Regions from separate parts of the Ovis aries genome. Here region 2 is linked to region 1. Evidence: chromatin contacts called from public Hi-C data. All regions are on one chromosome and are shown on one strand. Each heading gives the region's core, a stretch centred on a gene start, on an enhancer-like site or on the middle of the called end of the contact. The rest is flanking DNA. Distances are from core to core; before and after follow the strand shown.

Region 1 (4,693 bases), core at 1,407-3,906:
TCACGGATCATGTCTTGTATGTTACAAGTTTCAATACTTTAAATGAGATCATATTCTAATTTTGACTCAGACTTTTTACAAAATTCATTCTTACAGTTAAAAAGAAAATATTCTTTTCAAACATAAAACCCACAAATTCTATTCAGTGAGGAAAACTTTATAAAGAAAGGTACCAAAAGACAATCAGATAAACAAAAGCTAATTTTAGTAGTTAAAACCATAGAAACCACACCATGTATGTATCAATCAGAATATACAATAACTACAAAACTGAAACAGTTTGTAATAAAGATGCATTACCTTACAACAGCTATTTAAAAATTGTCAAATACCTTATGGAAAGGTCCCAGAATTTTTTCCCCAGCGTAAGATTTGAAGTTCTGGTTTACAATATGAGTAATCATAAGACGAGGAGCTCCAGGTTCATTGGTCATTGCAGGAGGTGGGGGAGGAGGGATGCTATTCAAAATCTCTTCTAAACTTCTACTATCAATTTCCTCACTTGGAGTTTCTAAGTCAGTCAAAGGAAAGGAAAAAAAGGGGGAGAGAGGAAGCCTGCATCAGTGCAATTTGTAGCCTGCTAATCTATGAAGACGTCATTTATGAAACCTAGGAATCTCTATTTTTCACTCAAATACAGTATTATCATACATTCACAAAGGATGACAGTCTTTAGGCTTTGTCTTATGACAAAGGAAAATTTTGAAGGAGATGCCATCAGTCACAAAATTCTATAGAAATATACCTTTTAGGAGTCAATACACTACATCGTAACGCAAATCTGGAAAATCCACAATCACTTGAGTCCCTGCCTGAACAGGTGGTCAAATCCTACGGCTCTAGATCCAACTTTCAGTATCTGTTAAGCATCTGAAACCCTAACTTTGGACACTGGCGAGCTCCCGTGACAGTTACAGGGGTTTCGTGTCACTCAATTCCTGGACTCAACAAAACCTACGGCGCGTGCGGGCGTAGGCGCAAATTACCTTCTCTTTGCAATTTAAGATCACCGAGGTGAAGTTGTACGATCAAGCAACTTTTTATCATATTAACAAATAGTCACGCTGACACTGAAAAAAGTCCACTCTGGCTGACCGTGTCGATTTCCGCGGAAATATAAGACAAGGAACAGAAGTTCAGAATTTTAGCTATTTACTAGCCCCCATTCCTCCAGCACCGTTAACCGAAATTTCACTGTCGAATCTGTGAAAATCGCCTTCTTGACCTTCGGATGTCAACCCCGCAGCCCTTCTCGTCCGCGCCCTGGAATACCAACCGTCCACGCGCTTGCCCTCGGCGTCGCGAAGGGCTACTCACCTGCGGTGGCCAGCGCCTGGCTCCTCGCGCGGCCGGGCGGCGGATCGGGCTCCGTGTCGCTGCAGGTGCTGTCCGGGGACCGCGGCGGCCCTTCCTCTCTGCGATGGGCAGTGGAGGGCTGGGTGCCTTTACGGGGCATGGTCGCTGGAGCCGAGGGAAAGCCGGGTGCAAGTCAGCCCGCGGGCCGGCGGCCGTGCCGTCAAGTTCCCTGTCGGCCCGCCACCCGTCCCACTCAGGGAAAACTTCATCCACCCGTTTTCTAGGGCTCCGTTTAAAAACCCCGCGCAATGCCAGCGAGTCCTCGGGAAAGAAGGCACAAAAAACTCAAGTGCTAGGAAGGCGGGATTCGCCCTCTCAAGTTCTAAGCAAGTTCCTAGACGTGCTTGCGGAGCGAGCAAAGAGAGCAACTGCTCAGGATCTTTTTATTTTTTTAATGTCCCCCTCCTCTACCCACAGTGTAAATGTGTAAGAATACCGTAACGTCATTTCTAAACGAAGTTACATCCCGCACGCCGACATTTACGGACATTCCCACGCTCTCGGGGCTGGGGATCAGAGCGCAGATTCTTGTCTCTGAGTCCGTACTAGCTTTAGGTTTGAGGGGTTCTCAACTCTTCGCAGAGCAGTCGGGAACCAAGTGGCGGTTCGCCGCCCACCTTCCTCTCCCCGCCATTTAGCCCTTGGCGCGGCTGACGGCCGGGGGGCTTTGAGGTCTCCGTTTACACGGCGGCCGGGGCCCGGCGGCTGCGGCCGACCGCTCGCGACTATCAAATCGGAAGCCGGCAGCTCCAACTCCGCTTCCATCACCTTGGGGTGGCAGGGGTTTGTCCCTGAGGTCCGCGGCGAATCCCGCTGGACAATAAACTACGAAAGGCCACCAGTAAGGGCTCAGACCTAGTGATCAGTCCCTCGGGAGAAGAGAAACGGGCAGAGGGCCGGGACAGGGGGCGACGCCGTAGCCGACCAAGATTTCTGAGAAAAGGTCCGCGAGGGCTGAGAGGGCCCCAGCCCCAGTGCCACAATCGACGCTTCAGTAGCTCAGAGAAGTGGCGCCCGGGAGAAGCGCGCGGGAGCTTCGACCGCCGGGGAGCGACTGAGGGGGGAGGGGTGACAGCGAGCGAAATCTCCCCGCGGCAGCCTCAGCCTAGACTTCGGCTGCTCCAGCTCAAGGCCTCTTTCCAGGCGCCTGCGGACGGGGCAGGAAGTGAGAGTGTGACAACCGATCAGGAAAAGAAGTACTTTACCTGCGGGATAGTCCACTCAGACCAAGGCTGGAAACGGTTGTATAGGCCCCCCCGGTTCCTACCGGTGTTTCGGCTCCGGGTCCTTCACTCGAAAATGGCGCCTAAAATACAAACTCGAACGGAAATTCGTTACAAACGCGCGCAATGCTTTCTGGGAACCACTAATTTGAAAAAAATGCGGCGATTATCGCCATCTTCTGATACCTTACGCGCATGCGCGAACTCCTGGCGGGACCCAAGCTGCAGGGAACGTTTTCTACTAAGTGAAAAAAAGCGAAACAATGTTTTCCGTGGCCCTACGGCAATAGCACTCTTATAAATTTTTTTTAAAAAAAAAACCTTGCGAATCTTGAGAAAGATAAAGTGGAATTCACCCTTCAGTTTAAGTCAAGGACCAGTCGTCCAATAACGTCCCTTTAGAAGAGGGCGGGCCCACTGAGGGGCGGGGCCTCAGGCCCGCTCGGGTGACGCGCTGAGGGGAAGTATCGCGCGAAGAGGGAGTGAGCTTAGCTCTTAGAAGTCGCTATGGTGACAGGGCTGTCCTGCTTCTTGGTAACTGGTCTCAGTTCTGTGAGAAAGATCGACCCCGTTTTCCTGGAACTTAAGGTAAATCTGTTTACTTCCAAGCGAGAGTTGAGGAAAGGATTTGGAAGTTGTGGCCTTTACTGGATTCACCTTCCCTACTTTGATTGTGTGTGTGGCGTGGAGCATCGGTTATTGCCCGTCTCACTGGGCGCTCTGGACTTAGCTTTTGGGATGCGAAGGAGGAAGCCCTGAATTTGGAGGGAGCAGAGGAGCAACACGGAGGAGAGAAGATCTGGATTGGTGAATGATCGTGTAGTGAATAGCAAATAATGATTTCGAGTTATTGGTGTTAGGTCATTAATGTCACTAGTGAAAAGGGGTTTTGAGTTTTTAAAATCATTCGACTGAAAGACTCTAATGGAAGAAACGATTTGCTGGTGTCGTCTGGTTATGGGGAAATTATTGATCTGCAGATATTTCTTAAGTAGCTTCTGTATACACTGCACTCTCGGGCATAATCAGGATTATGGAGCAAGTATTCCTGCTCCCAGATAATTTAGTTTTGTTAATGGGTTTTTAACTAGGAGTTTGTGGATCTGGTAGTAGGTGATTGGGGTTCAGAGTTCATACCACTTCTCCACTACTCTAGCCCCCGCCTGCCCCCGGAATTGAGTACAAAATTCTGTGTGCTTGTGAATTTTTCTGGGGAGTTAGTTTTTCCAGAACTTTGATCAGATTATTAAACTTGGTCCTATCCCATCGCACTGTTAACCGTTAATTGATCTGAATAAGTCCAACAAATATTTATTCAGAGACTCTTAAGTACTTGACTGATAACTGGGAGCCTCTTTTATTTCCCCTTTTAACTTTTGCATACTTAGGACTTGGCATGCTGAGGCCCCAATAAATCTTTATTGAGTGAATTTACATTGTCATTCTAAGTAAGAAAGTATGATTCTTGCCCTGAGGAGCATCATGTTAAGGTTCAGTGATTCTCAAGAGTTGAAGGTGTGGAAGACACTCCCCTTAAGTGTAAGAATTCAGTGAGGTTGAGAGACTAAGGTGATTTGAATAAACACTGACTCAGTATTGTAATACACTTTTGTTTATTTGTAGTTGAAAAAAATTATTTTCATAAGACAAACTACAGACAATAAAGCTCAATGAAAAATTTGGTTGGTAGGTGTACCAGAACATGTACATCAGTTCTGTTTGAAATCATCTGGAATCTTTTGGATTTTTAAGTCTGTAAAACACTACTAAACCCAAGTTGGAGAGATATTAACCCTGAAAAATATCGAAGACTAGACCAAATTGAGTAATGTATATGGGAAACAGAGCACCATGTAGGAGAAAGATGTAACAGATAACAGAATCCCAAGTCTCATCGTTTTTTTAAAGCTACCTACTTAGACAATGTACTCAGTTTGTCAAACTCTGTTTATTATGAAACCAGCGTATAATACCTACTGCATAGGATCGTTTATGATTGTTCATCTAACATACACACTGCATGCATTTGATATTGCTGTGTTTATGACATTGACCTTGTTAGGGTATGTGCTAAGGTTGAATAATGGGGTGTCAAGTTAGAAGAAGGTTAGTTT
Region 2 (4,543 bases), core at 900-3,399, 310 kb after region 1:
TTTTTCTTTATTTGGCTGTGTCATGAGCAGCATGCAGGATATTAGTTCCCCCACCAGGGATCAAACCTGTGCCCCTTGTGGTGGAAGCACAGAGTCTTAACCACTGGACCACAGGGAAGTCCCACACCAATATACTTAAATAGAAGCAGAAGGAGAATTATCTCATTGCCCTCCTCCCCACTCAAATAATGCCTTAGATTCCACTCTCTCAGGCAAAAAGAGGCCAAAACTAAAAAAGTGAAACAAAACAAAGAGGAAGAAGTTAGTTCTGGGTCAGGTCATCCCAGTCATTTGTGGGGCCCTGGGCTAGAGTACAAATGGACATCCACGTGTAGTATGTCTAAACATGTAAGTTATAAGTCAAGCAAACACGCTGTTACATGAAATATATTGTGTCTTCCTGCTTTGACAAATATTCCTGCCAAATGAATAACTGACAGGAGGGACAGGTCAAGCGAGAACTGTCAGAGCCGGACACCAGCAAGAGGCAGCATTTGGAGAGCCAACTTGTGGTCCGTGGGTCTTGTTCTTGGTTTTCTGCTGCTGGCCTGTGTGGCAAGGGGCTCTGTGCATGTGTGGACCACTAGGCTTGCACAGACAATCTCCATCTGCATCCCTTTAAACAGCTACATCTGGTCTCCCCTGGCCCTGCTATGTCCCAGCCTTGGAGAGTTGGAGCTGGTGAAGGTTGGACTGGGGAAAGGCCTATTGTGGGCCCTGGAAGAGAACTTAGGGCATTTGGAGAGGAATGTGGGATCTCTCTTCCCCTGAGCTTGGTTTAGAAGTGGAGACAGGACAAAAGCTATGGAAGGGCACATCCCTTGGGCCTCATGGACTCCTTAGCCCATGGCAAGTGTAATTGGATGACAGCTGTGGAAGGGTCCTCTGAAGCCAGGGTCCTGGGTTTGGGTCCCCTCTTACACTGATCTAAAGTCAGTGCTATTTTTGATTTGGGGATGTTCTGAGCTCAGGTCCTGATGAGTTAAGGGGTTTCAAGTGTCATTTTGATTATGTTATATATAGAATCTAAGTTAGTGAATCATTCTTTTCACTTTGTGCCAAACATGGATATTAAAAAATACAGGCAACATAGCCAGTATCAAGACTTTCATCTCTGTGAGAGATACCCAGGAGTGAATCAGAGACTGACAGATAAAACCAGCCCCACCTCTCTCAACTCCTCCTCTCATTTCACTGGAGTAACAGGCAGAATTGTTGACACTGTAAACTGTTTTCTCTCCTGCTTTTGCAGAGTGAATATGGTTAAATGTACCTTAAAGTGCATTCTACTGTACTGACTATGGGATCGTATTTCCTTTGTATTATTTTTTTGCTGCATAACAAATTACCCCCCAAATATAACAGCTTAAAACAACAAATATTTATTATTTCAGAGTTTGTGTGGGTCAGGAATCTGTAAATGGCTTAGCTGGGTGGTTGTGGCTCAAGGTCTGTCATGAGATTGTAGGCAAGCTGTCCACCAGGGCTGTGGTGGTCCAAAGACTCAGGTGAGGCTGAAGGATCCAATACAAGTTCACTCACATGTTTTTTTCAGGCTTTAGTTCATTTGCTTATCATATTATATCAGCCTCCTGGAAGCCAAAAAACTTCTGGAAGGTGAGAAGAGTCAAGTGACATAGTAACATTTGGAAAAGGGGACTTCAGATCTGCCAGATGCAAGGTAACTTCCAAAACCAGGGTCTGCCAACAGGTGCTGTGTTGGGCCACCTGGGGAGTTTATGAAAAATATACCAGTAGTATACACATCCTTATAGTTAATAACACTGTATTATATAATTGAAAGTTGCTTAGAGATTATATCTTAAAAGTTCTTGGCATAAGAACAAAATTTTTGTAACCAGGTGTGGTGATGGGTATGAACTAGACTTATTATGGTGAGCATTTCACATATATACACCTACCAAATCATTATATTGTACATCTGAAACTAATAAGATGGTGTATATCTAAATAAAAATTACCTGTTTCTAGGTCTACTTTTTTTTTTCTTTTGAAAGGAAGGTAAACTCAAGAGAGTTAAATGACTTGCTCAAATGCCCATAGCTAGAAAAGGGCTGAGCTGGGGCTGGAACTGAGTTACTGGGAGAAGGTAGCATACCAGCCTGGCTCCCCTCAAACCCATGTGAACATGAAGCCTGCCACTCCCTTGACAGCCAGGCAGCCCTGTGTGAGTTGTTATAGAATCTGTTTGAACCCCAGTTAGTTTATATGTGAAGAGGGTGTAATAGTTACTTTGTGCTGTTATTGTGATGACTGAGATATTTTTTAATGCTCCCTTGCCAAAGAACACTAGGAATATTTCCTATCGTTTTAAGAGTTGAATTTATTACTCATTGCACTGAGGGAAATGCATACCATGGGAAACCCTGGAGGTGTGTTAGTGAGAAGGTATTAGAAAATATTATTAAAGGATTTTTTTGTTAGCTGATTGCAGGGGGGCTCAGGACACCAGAGTTCATTCTACAAATGTATATCTTTGTAAATCTGATTCTTAGAAGGGCAGACCAGAGGGAAACTAAGGCTATAATTGGCAAAGAGGCCCTAACTGGCCAGAATGGCTGTGTGTCCACTGTGGCTTGGACGACGTTCATATTTTGTCTGTGTTTAGACATGATTAAGGAGTCTTGCTCTTGTCTTCGTACATCGTGGTCACAGAGGGGCCTTGTCTGATGCTGATGTTCTGAGAACTTGTTCATGTTTATGTCAAACAGAAGAACACCAAGGCCCAGTGATGGTACCAAGGCCGTCTCTTTCCCAGGTATAAACCATCTAGTCATAGTGCTGGACTCAGCTGGTGTTCCAGGCCCTGAGCCATGACTTTATTGTGCTCTCCCACACTGTCAGCACTGGACCTCTGAGTCACAGTGAGACAGACAGGGGTGTTCTGAGGTGCAGACATTTTGCAGGAAACTAAAAGACAGATGTCCCTTCAAAAGCAATGACTCCTTTTCTTCCCCAGCTTCAGGCATGCTGCTGCTGCTGCTGCTGCTGCGGCTGCTAAGTCACTTCAGTCATGTCCGCCTCTGTGCGACCCCATAGACGGCAGCCCACCAGGCTCCCCCGTCCCTGGGATTCTCCAGGCAAGAACACTGGAGTGGGTTGCCATGTCCTTCTCCAATGCGTGAAAGTGAAAAGTGAAAGTGAAGTCGCTCAGTCGTGCCCAACTTGTAGCGACCCCATGGACTGCAGCCTACCAGGCTCCTCCATCCACAGGATTTTCCAGCAAGAGTGCTGGAGGGTGCCATTGCCTTCTCCGGCTTCAGGCATGACATGAAGCCATTTCCATGAGGTCAAGGGTATTTCAGTCTGTGGAGAATTTCAGAAAGAGAAAAGATGGGGCTGCAAGGTGGAGGGCGCATCCTGGACTCTGCCTTAGCTTCCTTCCTGCAGTAGAGGTGTACTCTGCACTTACTGTGAGTCAGACCTGGGCTTGATGCTGTGACAGCCACCACTACGTGGAAAATAGACAAGCAAAGGATCACGCTGAGAAATGGGGTAAAAGAAGACAGGGTACCACAAGGACTACTGGCAGTCTAAGCAGTGGTTCCTATACTTTTCTGAATATTGGAATCATCTGGATCTTTAACAAATATGAGTGACTGGATCCTAGTGCACTAATCTAATTCATCTGGGATACCACTCTGAGCATTTTAAAAACTTGGAGATTTTAAAAACTCCCTGGGTAATCAAATGTGCAGCAAAGTTGGGAAATCATTGGTTTAGCCCATCCATCCTTATAGTTTAGGGTGGAGGGGCCGGGGTTATAAAGCTGTTTAACCATATGAAAGCTGCGGTCCCATTCTAGACACTTGGATTTAGATATAAAATCTGAAAATAAATTTCGATGGGCTTTCAGACCCTAGGAAAAGAATCTGGGAATTCCTCGAGGGAGGCGGGTCGTCTCGTGAAAACCCCCCAATCAGGGTGATATGAGCTCCCCGCAGAATGGCGCTGGCCCTGCTCTTTCACAGAAGCCCCGGCATTAGTGTCACCAAACCTAGCTCCCGCAGGGAGGTAAGCAAGCCACCGAGCGGCCGGTGTGCGCACGTGTGAGAGTGTGCCCGCCGGCGTGCACGCGCGGGGCAGCCGGCGAGAGTGCGTTTCCGTTCGGGAGCCCGGGCGGCCTCCGGCTGCGGCTGCAGCAGCGCGCCCGGCGCCCCCTCCCGCCCAGTCCCCTCCCCCGGTGGCTCTCGCTCGCCCTCGTCCCTCCCCCGGCAGCGTCCGCCGCCTCCGGGTGCGCAGGGCAGCGCACGGCACGCGAACCCCTCCTGCAGGCACCCGGGCGCTACTCGAGCGCCGAGCCCCGGGCGCGCCTGGCGCCCCCTCCCAGACGCCTAACGACGATGAGCCAAGACTCAGGGGTCGCGGAGAGCAGGTGAGCGCAGCCGCGGGGCTGGGTGGGGGTCGGGGTTTGGGAAGGAGGACGGGCAGAGCGGGGGTGGGGTGCGGCTGGCCCCGACATCGCCGCGTGGAGAAGGGGCTTTGCGGTCTTCAGCACCCTCTACCGCGGGCTCTGCTTTTC

What was found. A called contact is a pair of places that touch in the nucleus more often than the background predicts.
Region 2: a Hi-C map of liver shows a contact between it and region 1, with 3 times the contacts expected there. The contact joins the promoter of LOC105611838 here to the promoter of SMC4 in region 1. A contact is called at or near these places in 4 of 16 Hi-C or Micro-C datasets (blood, liver and muscle).

Annotation. Positions count from the first base shown.
Region 1 is chr1:227,753,546-227,758,238 of ARS-UI_Ramb_v3.0, forward strand. SMC4 (structural maintenance of chromosomes 4) reads right to left here and starts at 2,657. Exons shown (of 24, transcript XM_042234980.1): 1 at 2,562-2,657; 2 at 1,318-1,617; 3 at 333-511. The coding sequence starts at 1,456. IFT80 (intraflagellar transport 80) reads left to right here and starts at 3,077. Exons shown (of 19, transcript XM_060405280.1): 1 at 3,077-3,167.
Region 2 is chr1:228,059,859-228,064,401 of ARS-UI_Ramb_v3.0, forward strand. It overlaps LOC105611838, which reads left to right and starts at 2,150. Exons shown (of 18, transcript XM_027963882.1): 1 at 2,150-2,188; 2 at 4,023-4,396. The coding sequence starts at 2,150.